Regions from separate parts of the Mus musculus genome. Here region 1 is linked to region 2. The links are chromatin contacts, called in public HiChIP or PLAC-seq maps. All regions are on one chromosome and are shown on one strand. The core of a region is the stretch at or near the end of the contact, and the rest is flanking DNA. Distances in the headings are between cores, read along the strand shown. Region 1 overlaps Eml2 (echinoderm microtubule associated protein like 2). Region 2 overlaps Slc1a5 (solute carrier family 1 (neutral amino acid transporter), member 5).

Region 1 (2,702 bases), core at 175-2,674, 2.4 Mb after region 2:
ATGGCTCAATGGTTAAGAGTACTGATCTCTTTTCCAGAGGTCCGTAGTTCAATTCCCAGCAGAATAAGTTTCTCTTAGGTTAGCATACCCAAGAAATGGGGATGGCTTCTGGTGGTTTCTGTAAGGCATCGGAGAGGACCTCAGGCCATGCTAGGAACTGGTTCTGAGCTGGGGAGTACCTAGTTGGACTTGGGACCCCAGCTCTTTTCCTTTCCTTCCCAGGACCCTGCCCGTTCGGCTGGCTTCCACCCCAGTGGCTCCGTCCTAGCGGTGGGCACAGTGACCGGCAGGTACTACTTTTCTAATATCTCACTGCCCTTTGAGGCCCCAGCATTCTAAACCTGCTGCTTCAATCCTAAAGGCCACCCCACCCCTTGTATTCAAAGGCCTCCCCCCCAACCCCCCCCCCCCCGTGGGTCTTTGCCAACCTGTTTATTGCCATAGGCTTCTAAGCTGGATGAGGTGAGAGATGGAGCGGGCTAGGAGTGGAGGGTAGATGTTGTTCATCTCAGCCTGTCACACAGCCTGGCCTCACTCCTCACTGTGTGGCACCACCTTGGTAGTCTGGCTCTGTCCTCTCAATCCAGCATTTGGGAGGCACTCCTTCAGGCACCCCATCAGCAGCGGTTCATCCTTCCCTCCCATTATGCCTTCTCCTTTAAGGTGGCTGCTACTGGACACAGAGACCCATGACCTGGTGGCTATCCACACAGATGGCAATGAGCAGATCTCCGTGGTCAGCTTTTCACCAGGTAGGCCTGGGGTCCTGGGGAGGCAGGGCCTTGGGGACTGAGGTTCAGCGGTACAGGCTGGGGGTTGAGGGGCTACAGCCCCCCCCCCATGGGGGGGTCTAGTCATGGAGGGAGGCGGGGACTGTGGGGGAGGGGCGGAGTCTGGGTGCTTCCTCATAGCCCCTCCCCCTCCCCAGACGGGGCGTACCTGGCTGTGGGCTCCCACGACAACTTGGTGTACGTGTACACGGTGGACCAGGGTGGCCGCAAGGTCAGCCGCCTGGGCAAGTGCTCGGTGAGTGGGCAGTGGTCCCCAGCCCGCGCCACCACCCCGCCCAGTGGGGTGCAAAATTAACTTTTTCTACCACAAGGGAGCCAGCCACAGCTTTAGAACGCAGCTGATTTTTTTTCTTGCCCTGACTATGTCAAGGCGTCACAGTCGGCCCCCATCCTCATCCCTTACTGTGTTCTAAGCCACCCTTTCGTGTAGCCTCAACCTTCACCTTCCAAGCCCCGCCCCCATTTGTAGCCCCGGCCCTGCATTCTAAACCTATCCCTCCCATCCCAAGAGCACCTCTGTGTAGCCCAGCCCCTCGCATTCAAAACTCGCCCCTTGTGTGGAGTTCTGCCCACCTGTTCTAAATTGCCTTTGTCTTCTAAGCTCTTTTGTCGGCCCCGCCCATCACAGTCTGCCACACCCTCACCCGCCCTTGGTAGTCTAGCCCCGCCCCCACCCTCCGAAGGCCTGTGTATCCTTCCCTCTAGTCCAATGTGTTCCCACTCTGTGTATTTTGCCTCCTAATCTTGATTTAATCCATCCCCTTTCCCTGGCTCAACCCTCTCCTATGCTCTAAGTGACCCTTGCGTCCCCTGCAGGGCCATTCCAGTTTTATCACCCACCTGGATTGGGCCCAGGACAGCACCTGCTTTGTCACCAACTCTGGAGACTACGAGATTCTGTACTGTGAGTTCTCTGACACTAGCCAGTTTCCTTTCTTCTGTCGCTTATTTGCATGTGATTTGCATACAGGTCTCTGAGCTAGTCCAAACTGATTGGATTTGAAACTGCAATCTCTAGCTATGTGATTGCTTTCCTGGCGCACCCTATTAGTTCCCTTTGGCTTTGATGAATGGACAGCAGGGCTTTTATGCAAATATACCCAGCTCAGGTTTTAGCCTGTCAGCACCCAAAATCTAGCCTTCAGCTGGTCCAGGGAGACAGAAATAAGTCAGGGACCTTCAACCCCTCTGTCTTGAATGTCTTGAACCTCAGTGCTGGGAAATAGATTGGCTAGTTAGGTAGTACCTCAGGCCCTTAACACCTCTCCTGATTGTCTGCCCCAGGGGACCCCGTCACCTGTAAGCAAATCACCAGTGCAGACACCGTGAGAAACGTGGAATGGGCTACCGCCACTTGTGTGTTGGGTTTTGGAGTGTTTGGTAAGTTCTGGAATGGGGAAGTTTCCACTGAGGACCAGAACTCTTGAGAAATAACCTTGACTTGTGATTTCCATAGTCTTATATACGGGTGGCTTCCAGGCCGGGAATTCACTCTATAACTGTTTGGATGGTACTAGCAGAAGAGGAAGAACTGAGGGAAATTACCTCTAAAGTCCCTCAGAGCTTAAAATGAAACTAAATTCATGGGAGGCACCTGACTCAGAGAGCTCCACGCCAAAGCCCCTCTAAGTTACCTGTTCCCTCAGGTCCCCAAGCCATTGTCACTAGCTGCATGAGCACCATTGGCCTAGGTGGTGCTGGAATATAGTGGTGATCATGACAGTCTCAGGTCTGCTTTTCTGGAGCTCGCGGTCAAGTGAGGACAGTAAGCTCTCTCCAAACAGTGTGACCCACATAGGGAGTAGCTGAGAAAGGTGAAGTAGCACTAGAGAAGGGGTATTGGGCCAACTCTTTGAAGAAGTTAGGGAGGACCTCCTGGAATGAGAGCTATTTAAGCTGGGGTGTGGAGGA
Region 2 (2,750 bases), core at 187-2,686:
GCTTTTTGGAGACAGTACAGGGTCTCGTACAGCCAAGCCTGTCCTTGAACTCTCCTTAGCGCCCTACCTCCATCACCCTAGTGGCTGGGATGAAGGAGCATCATTTAGCTTACTGAAAACAAGTCTGCTACAAGTATCTCAGGCTGCTCTCTTGCCTCGGCCTCCTTCCTTGGCTTGCAAGGGAAGTGTTATAAAAGATACAAGGACTGCCCTAAGAAGAGCCACCCCCCCCCCATGAAAGTTATGAAGAACCACAAAAACAAACAAACAAGAACGTTGTGCAAACTTCTGGAGGGATTCTTTTGTGGCAGAGGGGCAGAGATGAGGCTCCTGGATAAGGATTTGGACCCAGGGTCTGTGACCTTTTCACTCCTATGAGCCGGTGGAGGCCCAATGGTGATGTGAGAGGCTGCCTGATTCCCAGCGATAGGAGTGTGCTCGAATGTCCCCGGAACACAGCTTCTTGTTCCCTCTAACCCTACTTGGTTCACCTGGGCCAGGCAGTCAGACTTCCGGTGCCTTCGCCCTCCCTGCCCTACCATCTCATTTCCTCTTGTATGTCCCCTTCAGTGCCTTCCCCAAAGCAGAGAGTGACATTTTATCCTTGTACCCTTCCCACTTTGGAGGACTCTAGACTCCCGGTCCACGTGGTCCTGCCATGAGGGCCTCTGATTCAGTATCTTCAGATTGGGGACTTCCTGGAAGGAAGAGAGAAGTGAGGTGGGTGGGGTGGTGGGGATGTGGAAACCGTGAGTCAGAAAACCGGGCATCCTCTGCTTCTGGGCCATCGTATGGGATGACATGAAGGGTTGTGCCCTTGGTGTCCGTATTGAGGATGCCTTCTGGCTGATGGAGATTAGCTGGATCCTGGGCCCTGCCCTGGGTGGCGAGGCGGCACACCCACCTTCAGGCTGTTTGTGAGCTGAGGCTTTTCCTCCCAGGCAAGCTCAAAACAGCTGGAACTCACACTCTCTAGGCCAGGATACTTCACGCCCAGCTTTCAAGCATGTAAACCTAGGCACTGAGAAGCCCGCGTGGCCTTAAACCAGCTGGGAGGCACACATACAACCCACGAGGGACTGGATACTCTTTACGCTTTTATTTTATGTGTGTGAGTGTCTTGCCTGCGTGTATGTGTGTGCGTTACATGTGTGCCTGGTGCCTGCAGATGCCGAAAGAGGTTATTGGATTCCCTGGGACTGAAGTTAGAGGTCGTTGTAAGCTGCCATATGCATGCTGGGAATCTTCATCTAGCTCCCCTGACCCCCCAGTCTCCCGCACAGGACCACTTTCTTTTAAGGTGTTTTGTTTTGTTTTTTTCCCGGGCAGGGGGAGGGATTGCTGAGCTAGGGTTTCTCTGTTCCTGGGACTCAGAAATCCCTGACCTGCCTCTTGTCCCCTGAGTGCTGGAAAGGCATGCATCACCACTGGCATGGTGCCACCTTCAATCCCGCCCCTGGCCATGTGAATGCTTAAGCCCGTGTTCAAGAGGGTAGGTAGTACAAGTCAGACATGGCTGCCCCACACTGCCAGACCCCGGCACGGTGAGGCGGGGGCAAGAGGATCAGGAGTTCTAGGCCATCCCGGACCACATGAGGGCCTCTCAACTCCCAAGAACAAGGACAATCTCTCTTGAGAAAGTTTCTTGCCTTTCTGTGCCTTAGTTTTCCTTTACTTATCCATGGGGTTTTAGACGGGGTCATACTGTGTAACCTTGTCCTTTCAGCTGTCCCCATGCCTGCACCACACACCTGGAGTCCACTTCAGTTAAGAAGGAGTTGGACGATGTAAAGCAGTAGCTGTGCCACCTGGCATTGGGCAGACACCCGCCACGCATGAGCAGCCATACAAGGACACGTGCATATTCATAACCGGAACAGCGGTCCCACCCCGTGTGGCTTAGCCTTCCAGGCCACCATCCATTATGCCCAGGTCCTCCCCATGCCTTCCGACCCACCAGACCCACCAGCCTGCTCCTTAGGGATCACCCTGTCCTTAGCCCTCCAGGAAGGAGCTGATGCAAGACGCCCAGGGTATTAAATGGTTGCTGGGGGTGGAGCTGAGGTCTGGTGTGACCCTGCCCTTGCCTGCCTCTCAAAAGCCTAGTTCCCACCCCTACCTCCCCTTGGTTCTGAAACCTCAACTTCCTGGGGCCAGAAGAGGCCAATTGAAACTCCCACATCCTGGAAAAGGTGTGCTGGCCGGCCTGTGTTAGACTGTCTGTACCTCCAGCTACCCAAGGGACTGAAGGACCACAGGTCTGAGGCAAGCCTGGGCTCACACAGTTTAAGGCTAGCCTGGGTAACCTAGCAAGACCCTGTCTCAAAAAATAAAAGTAGCTCTGAGGATGTAGATCAGTAGTAGAGTGGGCAAGGTCCTTGTGTTCTATCATGGGGGGCGGGGGGGGGGTGGGAGATTGGTGGGGGTTAGGCTCAGGGCTTAAGGTTTTGTTTTTGTTTTTGTTTTTTTTTGCCAAGCCTGATGACTTGAGGTTGCTCTCTGGTCACAAGAGATGAAGAAAACAGACTCCTGCACACAAGTAGGGGCACACATGCTCCTCCTCCCCCCCCCCCCCCCCCCCCAGTAATTAAATGTTTATGGCCAGGCACCGTGGCGCAGGCCTTTAATCACAGCACAATGGCATAGGCAGGTGGATCTCCTCAGTGAGTTCAAGGCCAACTAGGGCTATACAGTGAGACACTATCAAAAAAAAAAAAAAAAGTAGGGTGGAGTTGTATGTGTGGAGGATG

What was found. HiChIP or PLAC-seq counts read pairs in DNA pulled down with a chosen protein or histone mark.
Region 1: an RNA polymerase II HiChIP or PLAC-seq map of embryonic stem cells shows a contact between it and region 2, with 5 read pairs. The contact joins two enhancer-like sites. A contact is called at or near these places in 2 of 115 datasets of contacts at active chromatin or transcription factors (embryonic stem cells and stem cell-derived neural progenitor cells) and 1 of 9 other capture datasets (embryonic stem cells).

Annotation. Positions count from the first base shown.
Region 1 is chr7:19,200,902-19,203,603 of GRCm38.p6, forward strand. Eml2 (echinoderm microtubule associated protein like 2) reads left to right here. Exons shown (of 22, transcript NM_001347582.1): 16 at 223-290; 17 at 664-752; 18 at 929-1,026; 19 at 1,608-1,695; 20 at 2,076-2,171. Among named protein-coding and RNA genes, the nearest start is that of Gpr4, 10 kb to the right of the region's middle. Within about 2 kb of position 1,425, at least 33 of the 459 cell types and tissues checked have an H3K27ac peak or open chromatin away from gene starts, as enhancers often do. A contact at or near this core is called in embryonic stem cells, where this site is marked.
Region 2 is chr7:16,782,770-16,785,519 of GRCm38.p6, forward strand. The region is part of intron 1 of Slc1a5 (solute carrier family 1 (neutral amino acid transporter), member 5); the gene reads left to right. Among named protein-coding and RNA genes, the nearest start is that of Slc1a5, 2.8 kb to the left of the region's middle. Within about 2 kb of position 1,437, at least 109 of the 459 cell types and tissues checked have an H3K27ac peak or open chromatin away from gene starts, as enhancers often do. A contact at or near this core is called in embryonic stem cells, where this site is marked.